Linked DNA regions of Pan troglodytes: region 1 is linked to region 2. The links are chromatin contacts, called in public Hi-C maps. All regions are on one chromosome and are shown on one strand. Each heading gives the region's core, a stretch centred on a gene start, on an enhancer-like site or on the middle of the called end of the contact. The rest is flanking DNA. Distances are from core to core; before and after follow the strand shown. Region 1 overlaps ABL1 (ABL proto-oncogene 1, non-receptor tyrosine kinase). Region 2 holds the start of LAMC3 (laminin subunit gamma 3).

The links. Hi-C and Micro-C count contacts between places; a contact is called where the count stands out from the background.
Region 1: a contact with region 2 is called in a Hi-C map of stem cell-derived neural progenitor cells, with 4 times the contacts expected there. The contact joins the enhancer-like site here to the promoter of LAMC3 in region 2. A contact is called at or near these places in 1 of 7 Hi-C or Micro-C datasets (stem cell-derived neural progenitor cells) and 1 of 1 other capture datasets (stem cell-derived neural stem cells).

The regions. Positions count from the first base shown.
Region 1 is chr11:7,684,901-7,690,916 of NHGRI_mPanTro3-v2.0_pri, reverse strand. The region is part of intron 1 of ABL1 (ABL proto-oncogene 1, non-receptor tyrosine kinase); the gene reads left to right. Among named protein-coding and RNA genes, the nearest start is that of ABL1, 53 kb to the left of the region's middle. Within about 2 kb of position 1,751, at least 7 of the 24 cell types and tissues checked have an H3K27ac peak or open chromatin away from gene starts, as enhancers often do. A contact at or near this core is called in stem cell-derived neural progenitor cells and stem cell-derived neural stem cells, where this site is marked.
Region 2 is chr11:7,441,247-7,447,237 of NHGRI_mPanTro3-v2.0_pri, reverse strand. It overlaps LAMC3 (laminin subunit gamma 3), which reads left to right and starts at 2,853. Exons shown (of 28, transcript XM_016961884.4): 1 at 2,853-3,292. The coding sequence starts at 2,920.

The DNA.
Region 1 (6,016 bases), core at 502-3,001, 240 kb before region 2:
CTGTGCTTTGTGCTTCTTCTTGTAACAATATGTTTAGCTTATTTAGCAGCATCAGATTCTCCTTCTGATGTATGCATTCGATAAACCTGGACACCTGTGCAGATTTCTTTTTCGTGGTGGCACTGTGTTTTCTTTTGCTTGTTATGCGTAAGGTCAGATATGTTGTGTTTTGGGTCCCTGACACCTTGGGCTTGGATGAATAATGTCACTTAAGAAGAGGCAAGTAAAAGGCCAGGCACAGTGGCTCATGCCTGTAATCCCAGCACTTTGGGAGGCCAGGGCGGGTGGATCACGAGGTCAGGAGTTCGAGATCAGCCTGGCTAACATGGTGAAACCCTGTCTCTACTAAAAATACAAAAATTAGCTGGGCGTGGTGGCGCATGCCTGTAGTCCCAGCTAATTGGGAGGCTGAGGTGGGAGAATCACTTGAACCTGGGAGGTGGAGGTTGCAGTGAGCCAAGATTGTGCCACTGTACTCCAGTCTGGGTGACAGAGCAAGACTGTCTCAAAAAAAAAAAAAAAAGAGGATACAAGGGATACAAGTAGAATTTGTAGTGTGCTGATTAACCAAAGACAAGTTCCTCCACCCTTTTCTTTTTGGCCAGAGTTGATCATTTTCAGAATTCATCATTTTGTCAAGATGATTTTTTTGTTGTTAAATATGAATGATTTGCTTTCCTCTGGACTTTTAAGGCTTCCTGAAGTTACATGCAAACATTTGTGCAGTCTCATGTTTGGTTATTGGTTTTTGGGTTTGCTATTTTTGGGCGAGGAGGTCCATATCCTTCATCAGCTTCTCAAGGGGTTTTTTCAGAGGTACAAGGGGAGGCTTTGGTTTGGTTATGACAGTGCTACAGCCAGCAACCCGGGGGCCACCTGGGTGCTGCTCCCCACTTCAAAACGTGTAGCTAGCAGGATGGAAATCCTGTCTACATGGAAATCCATGTGGTGTTGGATAGGCCATGATTCATTTCCCTAAGCCTCAAATGCTTCTATTGTTTGTAGTTTTTCTCCCAGAACCTTCATGATCCATTTTTGTACATTCTTATGGCCTTACGATAAATTCCTAGAAGTGGAATTTCTACATCAAAAGAATAGAAACTTTTAAAGGTTTTTGATACATATTGCCAGTTGCCCTTCTGGAAGGTCTACTGGGTACGTCAGTGTACCTGAGTGTTAACAGTGACGGATCAGTATTCATTTCTCTTATAAGGAAGGAAATGAAAGTCATTTGGTAACGTAGAGGCACAAGTAGACCTGACAGCCTTTGTGTTTCTCTTCTGTTCTTTAGGCCCCCCAGTTCCCTTTACTGCTTTCTTCTTTATGCCACAGATTTAATGCTTGAACACATATTGAAATTTTGGAAAGTTACTGTGAATCTAATGGGGCATAATAGGCAGGTTTTCTTAATCCTGGCAATGACCAAACTAATCACTTGTCTGTGGTGGCTTGGTGGAAAAACAGTTTGTCAGCAGAATTTGGTAAAGAAACTGTCACAAGGACAGGGTGTTGGTCTCATATTTGAGTGCTTCCCTGAGGAACGAAAAGATAAAGGGAAGAATTGGGTGAATTCATCAGACTGTATTTGGCAGATGGAGATGAAGTGGGTGCAGGTCATCGCCCACGACCTGTTTCCCAGGCTTGCAGAGAAACTGCTGCTCAGGAGCTTGTGACTGTGAGGGCCCCGGGCTGTGGCATGCGTTGGTGCGCTCTCAAGAATGCGGCCATGGCACTCACAGACACATACCAAGCAGCCTCGGCCCCCAGTGCCCCCGCCAGCCTGCTCAGGGGCATGCGGATGACTGGTGCCTGGAAGGCGGGTCTTGCTGGGCAGGACAGATGCCTTACTGTCAGGACAGATGCCTTACTGTAGGCCCAGGAAGAGATCCATGACCGCAGACAGACTTCTGCGTAGGGCCCTGAGGAAAGAGTGGTAAACATGCAGTGAAGGGCGGCCCCACCACTGGTGGCTTCTGACAGGGAGCTGGAGGGTGCAGGTACTGGATGTGTCTCATTGGGATACAAATGAGTGTGCCCCGTGGTTAGGAAGATGAGGAAGTGTAGGCACTTGCAGGGGCCTTTTCTTTTGAGTTGGTGAGTTCCCACCAAACCTGGCCTTGTCTGTTTTTGATGCCTTAGGACTTGGGGACAAGGCCACAGCCTGTGACCCCAGCATCATCTCCCCCCAGGGCCTTGCCACCCTCTAGCTTTCATCCTTGCCTCCTCCTCTGCCCTCTCTTTCTTGTCCGATACAGTAACAAGTGCCTAGAATAAATCTCACACCACCCACTGCTCTGCTGTCAGGGCTACCACCCCGGCCCCACCCTGCCTTGCCCCGGCTCTGATCTCAAAGACTTCCCAGCCTCCTGTTGCCATCTGGGTCTGTCCTCCTTCTGCTAGCAGAGAGACCCTCCCTTAGAAACTTACATCAGATCTTTTCACTACCCAGTTTCCTGTCCCTCGATGGGTACCCATCTCAGTTAGAGTAATGTTCAGCTTCTCACCACAGCCTGCGTGGTCTGGGCCTGGTTTCCCTCTCGAATTTCCCTCCTGTCACTCCCTTTGTTTACTGCCAGTTCTTTTTCCTCTTAGGGTTCCCTGGGCCCTGCCCTTCACTCAGCTTCTGGTGCCTGGCTCTTTCAGACCCATGCAGGCCCCAGCTCACGTGGCATCTTTTCGGAAAGACCTTCCCTGATGGCCCAGGCCACAGTACCCACACCAGCATCAGCTCTTTGTCCTCTTCCCCTTTTCATTTCTTTGCAGCTCATGCCATCTGAAACTACCTCATTCAATTATTGATAGATCTGTTTGGAATTCCAGGAGTCCCTTAGCGATCCCATTCTTCTAAAGACTCACATGGCCTCAGAATGCCATGTTACATTGGAGAGTCTGACTTCTTGTTTTCTGAGACGGAGTCTCACTCTGTTGTCCAGGCTGGAGTGCAGTGACACAATCTCTGCTCACTATAACCTCCGCCTCCTGGGTTCAAGCGATTCTTGTGCCTCAGCCTCCTGAGTAGCTGGAATTACAGGTGCCTGCCACCACGTCTGGCTAATTTTTGTATTTTTAGTAGAGATGGGGTTTCATCATGTTAGCCAGGCTGGTCTCGAACTCCTGACCTCAGGTGATCCACCCGCCTGGGCCCTCCAAAGTGCTGGGATTACAGGCAGGAGCCACTGCGCCCGGCCTGACCTCATATTTGAATACCGAGTTTTAGTTCTGGAGGAGCTGCAGGTTTTATGAAAAGGGAACACATTTGATTCCTCAGAGCAGCCACAGGCAAGCTCTCTGAAGTAAAGTGCACGTGTGCATGTGTGTGCACACTCACACACACGTACACACACATTCACAAATAGGACATCTCTTTTAAACAGAAATGGCCACCTGCATTTGAGAAAATAAAGTTTCATGCAGAAGAAAATGACATGTTAAATTCAATCATCAAGATTTAGACTGGTGGGAATTCTGCACAACAAATGACTTGGTTTAATTAACATGGAAATTGCGAGGAAAAAAAATGAAGTGGAACCTATGGATTTAAAAATTAGGAAATTTTAAGATTTCCATCGTAATTTTTAAAAAACAATATATTTTACTTCCAAAACCCTGCATTTTCACATGGTAGCTATCTGCTGGAGCTGAGTAGCTGCTGCTCTCTTGAACAGCATCACCCAGATGGGAGAGCCCCCTTCCCCCCAACCCCCATACACTCCTATGTGTACAACTTCCTGAACCCTGTAAGCATTAGAGCTTGCAGCCTCCGCTTTTTCTGTTTCCTTCTTGATGGAAAGACTGGCAGCAGGATTTACTTGGTTGCTACATTTGTGAATTTGTAAAATAATTCATGCTCTGCTAGGTCTGTAACTTGGGAGGCTTGGTGTGCACGGGCATTTAGCAGCAACTCAGAGCGTATGGAAGACTGTCACTGGCAAGAGCAAAGTCCCCCCAGGACAGAGCCAGTGACGACTAGCTGTGTATCCTCAGTCTGATGGCGGTGGAAGTGAGGCAGCACCAAGGAGCAGAAACAGGAAGTTTCCACTGATGAACACCCTGCCCCCAGCTAGGCTGAAAGGCCTCCCCAGAGCCCTTGCATCAGCCTGGCTTTGCACTGGTCTGGGGGATGTTGCTTGTTAGAGCCAGTGAAGAAGAACGGTAGTAAGTTACCTGATGGCCAAGGCTCTGTCTGACCCTGTCTGCTGTCGTGTTCCTGGCACAGAATAGTCTTTGTTGAAGGAACGAATTAGTGCATCCTTGCAAGCCTTGGAGGACCTGTCTATAATAGGCCCACTCTATAGGGTCTTTGTGAGAATTAAATTAAAACCTCTATGAGAAACCTAACTAGAGACAATTGGAAGTAACTTAAATATTTGTTCATTGGGAACAGCTACATAATGGTGGCTGTCATTCTGTACAACACTCTGTGGCTGTTAAAGAGCTAGAGGTAGTTTTATGTGGATTGATGTGTTCAATGTGTTCAATGGAAAAGCAAGGGTAATATAATCCCATTTATACTACAGAGAAAAATTGGGTCTGTAAATATGTTGAGAAAGGTCTGTCGATAGTGGTTATCTTTTGAGAGTGTAATGGATCGGGGTGGGTATGGCCTGGAGACTTGAGGGGGAATTTTTCACTCTTTATTTCACATACATCTGTCATTGGCACAGAAAATTAAGCAGTAAACCTAAAGAAACAGAATAGTGCTTGTTGTATAGTTAGATCAATAACTTGTAACTATTATAAAAGGTAGTTATAAAGTTAGTAAGGGCCAAAGGTCCAACTAGAGTAGGTCGGTTATAGAGCAAAACAGTTTAATCAGTTGTTGTTTAACTTTTATGGAATGCAACTTCTTTAGCTTTAATTTGGAGAGCCAAACTATGGCCCTAGTCTTTTTTTTTTTTTTTTTTTGAGTTGGAGTTTCGCTCTTGTCCAGGCTGGAGTGCAATGGTGCTATCTTGGCTTACTACAGCCTCCACCTCCCGGGTTCAAGCGATTCTCCTGCCTCAGCCTGCCAGGTAGCTGGGATTACAGGTGTGCACCACCATGACTGGCTAATTTTGTATATATATTTTTTAAGTAGAAATGGGGTTTCACCGTGTTGGCCAGGCTGGTCTCAAACTCCTGACCTCAGGTGATCTACCCACCTTGGCCTCCCAAGGTGCTGGGATTACAGGTGTGAGCCACCGTCCCCGACCCCTAGTCTTTTATTGTATTGTATTGTATTATTTTTTAGTCAGGTTTATTGAGGTATAATTTACATATCATAATATTCCCCTTCTTTATTATACAGTTCTATGGACTTTGACAAATACATACACTTGTGAAATTGCCACCACTTTTGAGATACAGAACAGTTCTATCACCCCCTATAATTCCCTTGTGCGGCCCTTTTGTAGTCATCCTTTCTCTCTTCTCCCAGCTGCTGGCAACCCCGATCTGTTTTTTTGTCCCTGTAGTTTTGCCTTTTCCAGAATGTCATATCAATGGAATAGTACAGTCTGAAGCCTTTGAATCTGGCTTCTTTCATTCAATATAATGGGTGAGGAGTCAACCACGTTGTTGCATGTTATCCACATTTCCTCCTTTTGTGTCTCTGAGTAGTATTCTCTTGCATAGATGTACCACAGTTTGTTTATCCATTCACCAGCTGAAGGACAGTGCTCCAGGGTCCTAGAGCACAGAACTCTGGCTTTGTTGTCTTTATTTCTACCAGTTGTCTCTCTCTCTGTCTCTCTCTCTCTCTTTTTTTTTTTAAACCCTAGAAGATTATTAAGATTTATAAGACTGGGTATGGTGGCTCATGCCAGTAATCCCAATGCTTTGAGAGGCCAAGGCGGGAGGATCACTTGAAGCCGGGAGTTCAAGACCAGCTTGGGCAATGTAGCAAGACCCCATCTCTACAAAAAATTGAAAAATTAGCCGGGTGTGGTGGTGCACACATGTAGTCCCAGCTACTCAAGAGGCTGAGGCAGGAGGATCACCTGAGCCCAGGAGTTTGAGGTGATAGTGAGCTATGACT
Region 2 (5,991 bases), core at 1,604-4,103:
TTTTTTTTTTTTTTTTTGAGACAGGGCCTCCCTCTGTCACCCAGGCTGGAGTGCAGTGGCGTGATCTTGGCTCACTGCAACCTTCGCCCCCGGGCTCAAGCAATTCTCCCACCTCAGCCTCCCAAGCAGCTGGGACCACAGGTGTGTGCCACCACGCCCGGGTAATTTTTTGTATTCTTAGTAGAGACGAGGTCTCACCATGTTGCCCAGCCTGGCCTCAAACTCCTGAGCTCCAGTGATCTACCCGCCTTAGCCTCCCAATGTGCTGGGATTACAGGTATGAGCCACCGTGCCTGGCACTAACATTTTTAAAAATTATATTTAACCATTGCATTGATCTAAAGATGGGTATATTAATATCATACGTTAAAACATGTTCTTCAGCCTAAAGGTTCTTTTTTTTCTTCTGAGTTTAAAGATATTAGAACAGTTTTTGTGGGTTCCTAGAATTCCTGTGGGCTGCCATGTTTCCTGTGCCTGATAGATGAATTTGCTTTGGATGGGTGCACAGCCCAGCTCAGGGTAGCTGCGTGGACCATCAAGAGTCTGCTGCAATCATGTTCTTGACCATAAGAGAAAACTTTAACAAAGAAGCTTCCATAACACCATCAAAAAAACAATTTGGAATTACATTAAATTGATATTTTAACTTGGGGAGAATTTGTATATTTAAACAGTTGGAAATCCGTGAATATAGATGCTGGTCTCTTCAGGTTTTCTCTCTCTCAGTAGCATTTTATAATTTGGTTCATTTATATCTTGCACATTTCATACCAGATTTATTATTAGGTGTTCTACCATTTCCTACATTATTGCTGGCATCAGTTTTTTGTTTGTTTTGTTTTGTTTTGTTTTGTTTTTGTTTTGTTTTTTTAAAAACAGGGTCTTGCTCTATTGCATAGGCTGGAGTGCATTTGCGTGACCTCGGCTCACTGCAACCTCTGCTTCCTGGATTCAAGCGATTCTTGTGCCTCAGCCTTCCAAGTAGCTGGGATTACAGGTGTGCCACAATGCCTGGCTAATTTTTGTATTTTTAGTAGAGACGGGGTTTCACCATATTGCCCAGGCTGGTCTCGAACTCATGACCTCAGGTGATCTGCCTGCCTCAGCCTCCCAAAGTGCTGGGATTACAGGCGTGAGCCACCGCACCCAGCCAGAAAATGCCTATTGCTGGCATTGGTTTTCGTACTCTATCCTGTAGTCAGCCATCTTACGGAGCTCTTATTAATTTTAATAGTCTTAGTAGAATCTTTTAGATTTTCTAGATGTATGTTCAGGTAAGTAGAAGATATAAATATTTTTATCTTTTAGGTTTTTTGTCTTATTGTATTAGCTAGAACTTCCAAAATAACCTTAGGTACCAGTGGTGATATCATATCCTAACTCTACTTAGATATAGTTCCGAAATCTCTAACTTATTCCATGGGTCTATTCTGTAGTCCTTTCCAGAACCGTATTGTTTTAATCATGTGTAAATAACTGGTAGTGAATCAGCCCACTACAGTTCATCTTGCTTCCAAAAATTTTCTTTCTTTCTTTTCTTTTCTTTTCTTTTTTTTTTTTTTTTTTTTGATGGAGTTTCTCTCTTGTTGCCCAGGCTGGAGTGCAACGGCATGATCTCAGCTCACTGCAACTTCTGCCCCCCGGGTTCAAACAATTCTCCTGCCTCAGCCTCCTGAGTAGCTGGGATTACAGGCACGCACCGCCACACCCAGCTAATTTTTGTGTTTTTAGTAGAGACGGGGTTTCACTATGTTGGCCAGGCTGGTCTCGAACTCCTGACCTCAGGTGATCTGCCTTCCTCAACTTCCCAAAATACTGGGATTATAGGCGTGAGCCACCGCGCCAGGCCAGGAAATTTATTTCTATTTTCCTTAGAGTTCGTCTGGGAATGGCTGCCTTTTTTTTTTTTTTTTTTTCGAGATAGGGTCTGACTCTGTTGGCCAGGCTGGAGTGCAATGGCATGATCACAGCCCACTGCAGCCTAACCTCCCGGGCTCAAGGGATCCTTCCACCTCAGCCTCCCAGGTAGCTGGGACTACAGGCTTGTGCCATGACGCCGGGCTAATTTTTGTATTTTTTTTGTAGAGATAGGGTCTCACTATTTTGCCCAGGTTGGTCTCGAACTCCTGGCCTCAAGTTATCCTCCCGCCTCCACCTCCCAAAGTGCTAGGATTACAGGCGTGAGCCACTGCGCACGACCTGGCTGCTAAATTTTATCGAATGACTTCTCTCCCTCGATTTGCTAATGTTAATAAATGGGAAGTAAAGGGGGCATTTATGGGGGTTGGGGCAGAAGACAAGGAAGCCCTCTCTGAGGTGACATTTGTGATAAGACCAGGTACCCTTGTCACAAATGTCAGGTTAGAATCTCTTTGCTGTGGGGACAGAGTGCAGCCGGCAGCAGGAGTGCTTTTCAGGGTTAAGGGCGACAGGAGCTGTGCGGAGCCATGTCACAACCCTGTCCAGGGCACACTTTATTGCTAGGAGGAGATGCGCAAACGGTAGCGATCAGGTAGAGTTAGATCCTCGTGTCCCCTTTTATCTCAGGACTCCAAGGCACTGCTGAACAGTTTCTGTTTAATGAGCAGCCATTGAAGCCTCCCAATGGCGAGAATGAGCCTGCATCTTTACCGACCCCACTCCACAGACGAGGAAACTGAGGCTCAAAGAGGCCCGGGTCGCCTCTGGGGCGGACTCCCGAGCCGCGCACTGCCGGGAACGTCCAGCAGGTGGGAGTGGGCGCCCGGGGACGGCGCGGTCCCTGGTATTTTTAGTGGGGTGGGGCCGCCGCCGCCCGCCCCTCCCTCCAGCCTCCCCGCCCCGCCGGGGAAGGCGGGTCCTGGCGGCCAGCGCGCGGTCCGCGCCCACCCGAGCCGAGCGGGGCCGGCAGAGCGCGCGGCGTCGGTGCCCTTGACCATGGCGGCGGCTGCGCTTCTGCTGGGGCTGGCGCTACTGGCACCGCGGGCGGCCGGCGCGGGCATGGGCGCGTGCTATGACGGCGCAGGGCGCCCGCAGCGCTGCCTGCCGGTGTTCGAGAACGCGGCGTTTGGGCGGCTCGCCCAGGCCTCGCACACGTGCGGCAGCCCGCCCGAGGACTTCTGTCCCCACGTGGGCGCCGCGGGCGCGGGGGCTCAGTGCCAGCGCTGCGACGCCGCCGACCCCCAGCGCCACCACAACGCCTCCTACCTCACCGACTTCCACAGCCAGGACGAGAGCACCTGGTGGCAGAGCCCGTCCATGGCCTTCGGCGTGCAGTACCCCACCTCGGTCAACATCACCCTCCGCCTAGGTAAGCGCGGGCTGGGGGCACCGCCACCGCACCCCGTGTCCCCACTCCACTGGGGGTCTGAGGCTGAGGCCTGAGCTGCTGTGCGCCCAGGTTGGGCTGCAGGACCCAGATATGGTGTTGGATGGGGGGCTCAGAAATAGGAATTAGGCTGGGTGCGGTGGCTCACTCCTGAAATCCCAGCACTTTGGGAGGCCGAGATGGGAGGGTCGCTTGAGCCCAGGAGTTCAAGATCAGCCTGGGCAACGTAGTGAGATCCCATCTTTACAAAAAATAAAAATAGGCCGGGCGCGGTGGCTGACGTCTGTAATCCCAGCACTTTGGGAGGCCGAGGTGGGTGGATCACCTGAGGTCAGGAGTTCGAGACCAGCCTGGCCAACATGGTGAAAACCCGTCTCTACTAAAAATAGAAAAATTGGCCGGGCGTGGTGGTAGGTGCCTGTAGTTCCAGCTACTCAGGAGGCTGGGGCAAGAGAATCGCTTGAACCCGGGAGGTGGAGGTTGCCGTGAGCCGAGGTCACACCACCGTTCTCCAGCCTGGGCAACAGAGCTAACTCCGTCTCAAAAAAAAAAAAAAAGCTGGGCGTGGTGGTGCACACCTATGGTCCCAGCTACTCAAGAGGCTGAGGCAGGAGGATCACTTAAGACTGAGAGGTTGAGGCTGCATGAAATATGATAGTGCCACTGTGCTACAGCCTGGGCTACAGAGTGAGACCTTATCTCTTAATAAAAAGAAAGAATGAAAAAAAGAAGAAGAAAAAAAACAGGACCTGTACCCCTAGATAGCCAGAAGGATAGACTGAGGGGTGCCCCGTGGGGCGGGAGAGGCAGGAAGTCGCTTGCTGAGCTTTGGTTCTAGGTTGCAATTATAATCCCCTGTAATGGTTTTCCATCCTAGACCGGAACTGTTGGGGAGGTGACACACCAAGGACTGAATTGGTCACCCTCTAGGGCAGGGGCTCCTGATCTTGGGTCTTCTGGTCAACTTCAGGTATTCAGTGGACCCCTGAAGCTGCCTGCAGTCCTCGGGTGGGTTCTGGAAGATAGAAGCTGTGACGTTCATCACTGCACAGGCAAAGTTTAACCCTCTGGGGAGGAGGACTAAGTTTCTTCGTGCTGCTGGGCAGCTGCGCCCGGTGGCATGGCCTCTCCGCCCTGCTCATGACTTGCCGAGGTGCAGAAGCCCTTAGATCTCCAGGAATCAGAATCTGGAGTCTGGACCCAGCCCCGGTTCTCAGCCCCTGCCCCCACTGCAGGGAGCTGGAATGCTCTCTCCTCCCTCCGTGTTCAGCCCGATTCCCATGTCCTCTGTGGCCGGGTAAGCGCCAAGTGTCTTTCCTGTTGCAGCCTCCACTGCCCTTTCAGGAGGGGCTGGTATCACTGGTTAGACTCCCTTATCTTCGAGGTCAGCCTCCCAAAGCTTTGAAAACTCAAATTATTTTTATAACTCATTTTGGCTGCTAAACCTGACCTGAGGCTATTTATAAGCTATGTTTATCCTAGTGAGAATGAATATTCATTTGCTTTGCTACTGAAATCTCATTTGAGTACAGCCGGCAGCCCCAGACCCCACTGGGGGTATTAGCACAATATATGGTATAAGGCCTGCATCGTCTTTCTAAAAGCTGAAAAATTTTCAATTCCCAAACACATCTGGAGCCTAGGAGTTTGGATTAGGGATGATGGGACTGTATCCCATGTTTCAGCTGAGAAAATTGAGGCTCGGAGAGGTTATTTTGCCCAAAGGCACAGAGCTGTTAAGTGAGCATCTGAGCATGGACATCAGAGGTCAGAGCATAAACTCTTTGATGTGAGTTCCGCCACCCATCAACTGAGTCAGCTCCACCTCAGCCTGGTGACAGTGTCCTGGGGAGGGCTGGGAAGTGACATTGGAGTGGGGTGCGGGGAGGACCGTGAGCCCCCTCTGCAGAGCACACAGGTACTGGCTACCACCTCAGAAACTCCCTTCTTCTGGGGCCACGTCATCTTCTCTCAGCCTATCTGGATCACTAGGTGGGGCTTCTGAATGGGACGAGGGGGAGGGGACAGGAAGCCAGTGGGGAGGGGGGAGGCTGGGGGAGCTGTCTGGATGGAGCTGGCAGGACCCCAAGGCCACAGGGGAAGGAATCTGGGACAGGGTGGGGAGTTGTGGGGGAGACACAGTGCTCCATGGCAAAGGGTATCACATGTGTCCTGGGAACCCAGGGGCCAAGGAAAGAGCTCAGCCCAGGCACAAACAAGGTGGGAGGAAGTTGGGAGAAATGGCCAAGTTTTTGGATTTGAGGTAGTTCCTGTTTACTGAGCATCTACTGTGTGCCAGGCCCTGTGCTGAGCTGTGCACCCTCGTGGAACTCTGCCTAGAACCTTAGAAGCAGAATGGTTCTGATCCTTCTAAAAGCAAGGAACCTGAGAGCCTCCACACTGTGAATGTAGAGAGCAAACACACACGCACGCACGCACGCACGCACGCACGCACACACTCCCTGCTGTGTCTTATCCCAGTGAGCATTCTTCCTGTTTTGTCGCCGAAAACCAGGCATATAGGAGAGAGTCCACAAGTGTGAGTGACAGGGTCACCACCTCTGTCCTGTGCTCTGGGGCCAGCTCAGCATTCTCTTTTGCCTGCTCTGGGAGGCAGAATAGGGTAGAAATCACGAAAGGGGGCTTTGGACTTAGGCCCAGCAGAGCCACTCACTGGGCAA